3 separate regions of the Gossypium hirsutum genome follow, and regions 2 and 3 are each linked to region 1. A link is a contact called in public Hi-C data. All regions are on one chromosome and are shown on one strand. The core of a region is the stretch at or near the end of the contact, and the rest is flanking DNA. Distances in the headings are between cores, read along the strand shown. Region 1 has its middle 24 kb from the start of LOC107894547. Region 2 holds the start of LOC107893898 (serine/threonine-protein kinase ATG1c). Region 3 holds the start of LOC107893795 (lipid phosphate phosphatase gamma).

Region 1 (2,700 bases), core at 21-2,520:
AAACAATACAGATTCTCTTTGTTTCAAAGTGCTATCGTCGAGGTACTTCCCTGATGGGAATATTTTCCATGCTAAAAAGGTGGACAAAGCTTCTTTCACTTGGTCAAGCATTGCGGCAGCGGTGGAAGCCTTTAAAGATGGCTTTGGGTGGCAGATTGGTAATGAAGAGAAGATAAATATTTGGGCTGATAATTGGGGTATGGAAGGGCTTAATGGGGACGTGGTCATAAGCAACACTCTCAACCATAATGAAAAGTATGTGAAAGATCTCTGGCACGTGGATAGAAGAAACTGGGATGTGAATAAAGTTAAGCAAGCGTATGGGCAAGACTGGGGTGATAAGATTTGCGACATCCCTATTGGAGATGTGGGTCAGGAAGATAAAATAATATGGTTTCACAACACTCATGGATGTTTTACTTCAAAGTCTGCCTACTCGGGGCTGTTGTTGAAAGAAATGGGATATGGTCCTCACAGGTTTTTTTGGAGAGCTCTATGGAAACTCGACACTTTACCGAAGGTCTGTGTTTTTACGTGGCGAGTGGGACATGAAATTCTTCCGACAAATGGAAAGATCGCATCCATCAAACCAGGTTTTAACAAAGGATGCCCGAGATGTGGAGCCGAGGTCGAAACATTGCTTCATGCGCTAAGAGGCTGCCCAACGTCGAGAGTAGTTTTGTCGATAGGAGGATGGTCCAGGAGCTTTATTTCTAAAACTTATGATCATTGCATTGATTGGTTGGAAGACTTGATGCGTGTCCTTGACAAGAGAGCCATGGCTGACTTAATGACAATTTTATGGAACTGTTGGAATAATAGAAATAACTTCATTTTCAGGGGAAAAGAAGAGGAGGCGTAGCTAATATGGGAAAGAGCTAGCAACTTGAGGAAGGAATTCTGGATATGTAATATGCTGCATGAACCATTAATCTCACAAAACATAGTGGAGAAGAGGTGGGTTAAACATCCGAAAGGTTTTTTAAAAATAAACTTTGATGCTACAGTTGGGGAAAACGGAATCGGGTATGGGACGGTAATAAGAGATGAAGAAGGTTTTGTTTTAGGTGGCGGTGGGGGTTTTAAAGTGGGCAGGCGGTCGGTGGAAGAGGCCGAATGCGTGGCCTTTGAGGAAAGCATTGACGTGGCGCGCAAATTAAATATAAAAGACCATGTTCTTTTTCAGACGGATCATGCTGGGCTGGTCAACAGGCTCAATAATTTAGCTAATGAAAGAAACCCCATTTGTCTCATCTTCCATTTGTAAGGCTCGTCAACTCATCAACAGCAAGCTATGAAGGCTTGACGAGGTGGCACGTGACTTAAGGAATATACACTAATACACATGTTAATAGGACCACTAACTAATGTCATGAATATCGAAAAAGAGACACCTAGCTAAGAATATGGATATGTAGGCTCACGCTCATTCGAACAAGGTAAAAGAAAACTCTAGGAAATCGATTCTGCATGCTACACTGTTTGAACACCCGTTGAAACCTAAACTCCATCATCTTCCTTCATCTATCTGCTCACTTTCCCAAACCACAACAACAAACAACTACGGCATCATTCCCTACTGCCAGAGCAAACTGCAATATTTCCTTAACTAGAGTTGATTGTTTCCATTACGATTCCGAATGCACCCTCTCCTTTTCAAGAGAAAAAAAAAATAGTCGAGTAAAATGGCAGCGAAATAGCAACTTCCTCCGACCCGCCCAAATGCCCTGCGCCTGTGAGACAAAAGCTGCTTTGCTAGGACGGGTGTCATTCGTGATAATGAAATAATTGGTTTAATTCATTTTCAACCACAGAATTAATCGTCTTTGAAATCACACAAAAATCTATTTTTTCGAGACATTAACATCCACAGCCTAAAAATTACTAAAGTAAATGTGGATGTTGTGGGGTTCTATTATTTTTTGTTTTTCCGTCGACGCTGACAACAATAAAAGGACATTTTATCTGTGCCATATTTAATGCATTTCATAAGAAATGGATTCCAGCCATGGACGATAATATTTATCTTGATAATCACGCAGTTGCCTTCTTTTTGCATAGGTTATTGTTTCTACATCAAACACGTCTACTGGCCTTGAGACTTCGAAATAGTTGCATTTGAAGAAGCCTTGGTAGCAATGACAAAGGCAAATTGTGTATTATCATTAAATTTCCCAAATAGTAATGTGTAAGTATGGGATTTTCTGCATGTGAGTCAATCGATTTAATTATTGATTAGATAAAATAACTAGGGACACCATGCACTTCTTATTTCATCATTACTTTTAGGTCTCTATTTTTTCAAGTAAAGGTGGGATAAAAAAGGATCCAGTTTATTAAAAAAAAATTAAAGTATACCAGTTACTTAAACAGTCAGTAATATATTTGTAAGGCCGTTCACCAATCCCACCTAACCTCCTATAATAATTAAAGACGATTTTTAATTGGACCAAAATTAATCAATAAAGAAGAGGATTTCTCTTACTCTCTTCTACTGATCAGAAGCTGCTTTTAAAAGGTAAACAACAATAAGGCTTTTCTTTTATGTTTGGGCAATAACTAAAACTCCAGCCATAAATTAGTATATTCTACATAAATTTAAATGGCAACAGAGAGACAAATTTAAGTATGCTTTTGATGGCTATTTTTAAGGTGTGTTTGTTTGGACATAAAAATGGAGCGATAAAAAGAGATCCAAAA
Region 2 (2,700 bases), core at 22-2,521, 280 kb before region 1:
AAAATGATAAAAAATTGATTAAATTTTTTTAAAAATTATAAGATACATGCTATTAAAATGGCGAAATTACATTTTTACTATTGTGAAAATTACAATTTAATTTTTGCCCACATGAAATTTTTTTTCTAACTTCGCCCTTATTATTGACCCAACATATTTAGAAGATATGTAATATGCCTTTACAAAAAAAATATGTCAACTATCTTATACGAAGATAATGTAACATGTATAGCTCCATTGAAGGGTGGTTACATCAAAGGTGATAGAACGAAACATATTTCACCAAAACTATTATTCACTCATAATCTTGAGAAGAAATGTGATATAGAAGTTCAACAAATTCATTCTAGTGATGATTAAACAGATTTTTTTACCAATGCATTGTTAACTTTAACATTTGAAGGACTACTGGACAAAATTGGAATATGTCAACTCAAAGATATAATGTGATGTTGTCATTAGAGGGAGTAAAAAATATATTGCACTCTTTTCCTTTAATCAATGTTTTATCTTACTAGGTTTTCGTGATAAAATTTTTTAATGAGATAACTTGTAATAATAGATTATGTACTTTTTTCTTTCATTAGGTTTTTATTTCATAAATTTTTCTTAATAATTTTTTACGAAACATTTTTATTAATAGACATTCAATGGGGAGTGTTGTAAATCTATTTATAAATGGATGTTCATAACCTCAAATTTATCTTATTATAACATTTAAAGAATGAATGTCTATAACCCTTAAATTCATTTTCTTAAAACCCCTAAATTATTTACAAGATACCTTAATTTTAATCCTTAATGTTTTATAACTTATGATATTTAAAGCCCTATAAATAGAAAACATGTACAAACTTATTGTATCGTAAGTAAAAGATAAATTATCTTTCATTTTTATTGTTCTTTTAATTTTATAATAAAAAATTATTTAAGAAACATTAAAATTTTTAGCTTCACATCTAATAAAAATTTATTTAAAGGATATTTATTAGTAAACTTGGAAAATGAAAATTAAAGTATTAAATAATTCATAAAAGGCCAAAAAGTCGCTTTAACGTTATCTAACCAATGTCTGACGGACAGGTGGTAAAAAGCTGATATCGGCGCTTTTCCATCATCACCTACCACTTGTCCACCCAATTAAAAACAGCCAACTCACTAACATCCGTGGTTACACCGTATAAGTAACCGTATCTTAAAAATATACACCGTCTAATCCCGCTTTTAGCTTATGGTTTTCATTAAAAAAAACAAAATAATCATCGAATCACAAAACATTAATCCTCAATTACGTTCGCTAATCCCAATTAATAATCTCAATAATTCAACCCATAATAACTAGAATGCATAATTTTAGAGAACTCATTAATCAAGTTCTCATCTCACCCTCCTTCCTCACTCTTCCTCAGATTATTTTTCTTTGCACGGTGAATCGGAAATCCAATTAATATTCGGGTCGGATCTTCCGAAGATCCAAATTCCAGTATTCTATACCATTTTTTAAAGCTTCAAGCTCTGGAGTCGGATCCTTGGGCTTTTTTCTCTCTCTTTTTGTTCCAGGTTCGTCTGTAATGGCTCAAGCAACGGGGAGGGGAAGAATGGTAGGGAACTATTTAGTGGGTCGGAAAATCGGGTCGGGTTCCTTTTCGATTGTTTGGCATGCGAGGCATCGAGTTCATGGAACCGAGGTGGCGATAAAGGAGATCGTAACGGGTCGACTCAATAAGAAGTTGCAAGATAGTTTGATGTCGGAAATCTTTATTTTGAAGAGAATCAATCATCCTAATATTATTCGACTGCATGATATTGTTGAGGTTCGTTTCTTCTTGTTCCCTTTTATTTAATTGTTTCCTTTTACTATTAGATTTTAGGGAGTTGTTTGGATGCCGATAAAGTAGAGGAAGAAGTGGCGGAAATGGAGCTATTTGAAAATGAGTTGTTAACTAAGGTAGGGACTGAAATTTGAGGCGCCATTTATTGAGGGAAAGTTCTTCTTTTAAGGAAAATGATGAAAGAACGGAGGATGTGGATTCTTTTTAACTGAAGATATTTTAGAATGCAATATTGAAAATGAGAAGAATCTACTTTTTGAAAAGAGCTATCCGCGCATACTCGTATTTGATGGAAGCAGAGAATGAAAGAATTAACGAATAGTGGAAATTTCAGTCAATCTATATATTGTGTTTTTTTCTTTGCTAAGCAAAGTTTTTTATTAATAAGAAAAGCTCATTACAGAAAATGAGCAACATCATTTACAGGGGATTGAACACCTAAATTGCTCATCACGCCTAATCTAATACAACAAAATCCTTCAAATCAACCCAATGGAATAAACCACCATAAGATTCATCATTTAAACAATAAAAACGTACAATCAGTCACCTTATCTAGTCAAATTAGCCAGCAATAAAACAAAGTTAAGCCTATAGCATCCATAATCTCCTTCCTATAGCAAAACATTTGACAAATGATGCCATTGGGAATTCAGCAACTAATACTAATGGAGAAGTCTCAAGGATCATGGGAAGCAATTTGGTAAATTTGCAGTGGTCAAGAAACTAAATGGTGAATCTAGTTTTCATGTATTTGTTTGTGAAGTTTGCAGCTTATATGTATCTATATCTCTAAAATATTTGCATCGTGCTGGAGTGGTTATATGCTGTGCCCTTCATTCCATGGACTGGTTAGAGTGGAATAATG
Region 3 (2,700 bases), core at 66-2,565, 420 kb after region 1:
CTAAGGAAGAATATGAATGAAATTAAAGGCTTTTGTTTTATTAAATTAACCTTTAATTACTAAATGACAAAATTAACCTTATTATTAATTCAAAATTTCAATTATGCCAAGCCATTATCATCCAATATCTAATTTTACAACATAAGGACCTTAACTTTAAGGTTCTATAGCTATTTAGCACTCTTAACTAATAGAATAGCACTTTTTCATTTTACGCGATTTAGTCTTTTTTATCAAATTGAGCAACTAAATGCTAAAATTTCGTAACAAAAATTTCACACCATCATATATTCATGCTGTAAAAATTAAAATAATAATAAAATAAATATTTTAACCTCAGATTTGTGGTCCCGAAACTACTGTTCTAATTTGACTAAAAACAGGCTGTTACATCACATTAGTGAAGTATAGAACCTCTCCTATAAATACCCTCCTAGCAATGAAGAAGGGATCATCTTTTTCAACCCTAAAGTTACTTTGAGCAAATCCTTCTTCTCTCTTTCAATCAGCCTGTTATCTTGTTCCTTTCTGTCTCTCAACTGTTTTAAGTAAACCGGCCTCTACAGAATTATCACTATCTCCTCTTTACTCTCCTCCTTTGTTCAATTTCAAAAGTGAAATATTTGGCATTATTTATGGGTTTAAAAAATACTTTTTAGCCTATAAGCAATTTCTTGAAAAGAAATTTAAAATTTAATATGCATAATATATCTAAAATTAAATGCATAGCAAATTGTGGAACTTTAAATTTTCATTTACAAAAAGTTTAGATCATCCACGTAGAAATAATTATTTAAAACTTTTGATTTTAAATATTATATATAATATTAAATTGGATTAGACTTCTGCTCATTCTCTCATTTCTAACATGCACAGAATTTTCATTAAAAATTAACAATAATTAAATTTATTTAATTTATTTTTAAAATTTAATTTAATCTCTCCATTTAAAATAAAATTTTAATTTAATTTAATTTATTTTTAAAATTTAATTAAATCTCTCCATTTAAAGTAAAAATTTAATTTAATCTTTAAAACTAAATTGGAATTTAATTTAGTTTAAGATTAACTTAAAAATTCAATTAGATCTGAAATTTTGTATAAAACCAATTTTCTGTCCATCTATAACCCAATCACAATGGAAATTCCTTCTGATGATTACATCCAGAACAAATTAGGTTGAAGGCTTTATGCAACATTTTCGGAAAAATAATCTCAAAACACATTTATTTTGAGAAATTAATTTAAATAATAATTTAATATAAAAAAGCCGAATTAAGATTTAAAAAAAAAATACTAATTTTGTGTGAGTTTCATTATTCCCACGTGTAGCCAACTCAATGGGTGTTCCTTTCCAGATACTTCCTTGGACTTTTATCCTTTTTGGCTTTTAATTTCACGGCAGTTTCCCCTCAAACAAACATTGAAAGCACCGGCTTTGACCCAACTCTCCCAAACTAAATCCCGTCTTAAAGTTAAGTTTGATCCCAACTTCTCCAAAAACCCAGATCGAAATCCCACCATGACATATAATGCACTAAAAGCGGTAAGTTTAACTCATGTAAGGTATCAAAGAGGTGACCAACTAGGCCATTTCTTAGCCTGGGTTTCTTTAGTTCCCGTTTTCATTTCCCTTGGTGGCTTCGTTTCTCATTTCATCTTCCGTAGAGAGCTTCAAAGCATGTTCTTTGCATTAGGCCTAGTAATATCACAGTTCATTAATGAATTCATCAAAAAATCCGTTCAACAAGCCCGCCCTGAAACCTGTGCTCTTTTAGAAATGTGTGATTCTCACGGCTGGCCTTCAAGTCTCTCTCAATACATGTTCTTTTTCGCTGTTTATTTCACCCTTTTGACATGCAAAGGGATCGGTGGGATTTGGAATGTTAGAACCAAGTGGGCTGCTTTGTTTTTACCTTGGTCTTTGGCTGTCTTGACTATGTATTCTAGGGTTTATTTAGGTTACCATACGGTGGCCCAGGTTCTTGCTGGAGCTTCATTGGGGATTTTGCTTGGTGGGCTCTGGTTTTGGGTGGTGAATTCTATGCTCTTCTGTTATTTCCCTTTGATTGAAGAGAGTCCCTTTGGGAGGTTTTTTTATGTTAAGGATACTTCTCACATATCAGATGTGTTGAAGTTTGAGTATGATAATGCAAGGGCTGCTAGGAATACTATGGCTGCCAGAAAAGCCATGGCTTCCAAGAGCAGTTGATTAAACACAAACTCATCAGGTATGAAATATTTACATATATAGTTTCATATGTTCAATCTTTTGTTACATTTTGTATTGAAACTTACTTGGTTATTTTGCATCTTTGATAATGTGAAAATTTTCCTTGAACATTTTTGTTTCGGTAATAATAAATTACACGTGTTGGGATCCTAATTCCAAGCTTAGTAGCTGTTACATTCTAAGGATGGTTGTATGAAGTGACCGAGCAAGCACCTTTTATTTGCTGGTAGGAATAGTTAGGGTTAGTGTTGAACATATTGGAATATGAATTAAAAACTAATGAATGCCACCTCTTAAGGATATTTGTATGAAGCAGTTGACCTAAGCTTTGGATTCATGGATTAAGTACTTTATGTTGACCCTGCATTAAACAGTGACTCATTCCTTTGTGTCATTTAGAATAAATTCCCAGTCTTCACAATAATAGAAAATGAAGTAAAACCCCCTTTTGTGATTCTTGGACACTC

What was found. Hi-C and Micro-C count contacts between places; a contact is called where the count stands out from the background.
Region 2: a contact with region 1 is called in a Hi-C map of leaf, with 2.3 times the contacts expected there. The contact joins the promoter of LOC107893898 here to the enhancer-like site in region 1. A contact is called at or near these places in 4 of 34 Hi-C or Micro-C datasets (callus, leaf and petal).
Region 3: a Hi-C map of leaf shows a contact between it and region 1, with 1.5 times the contacts expected there. The contact joins the promoter of LOC107893795 here to the enhancer-like site in region 1. A contact is called at or near these places in 2 of 34 Hi-C or Micro-C datasets (callus and leaf).

Annotation. Positions count from the first base shown.
Region 1 is chrA13:42,201,376-42,204,075 of Gossypium_hirsutum_v2.1, reverse strand. No RefSeq gene overlaps it. Among protein-coding and RNA genes, the nearest start is that of LOC107894547, 24 kb to the left of the region's middle. Within about 2 kb of position 1,270, at least 1 of the 9 cell types and tissues checked has an H3K27ac peak or open chromatin away from gene starts, as enhancers often do. A contact at or near this core is called in leaf, where this site is marked.
Region 2 is chrA13:42,482,434-42,485,133 of Gossypium_hirsutum_v2.1, reverse strand. It overlaps LOC107893898 (serine/threonine-protein kinase ATG1c), which reads left to right and starts at 1,271. Exons shown (of 13, transcript XM_016819039.2): 1 at 1,271-1,814. The coding sequence starts at 1,572.
Region 3 is chrA13:41,784,090-41,786,789 of Gossypium_hirsutum_v2.1, reverse strand. It overlaps LOC107893795 (lipid phosphate phosphatase gamma), which reads left to right and starts at 1,315. Exons shown (of 2, transcript XM_016818887.2): 1 at 1,315-2,231. The coding sequence starts at 1,523. The coding sequence ends at 2,212.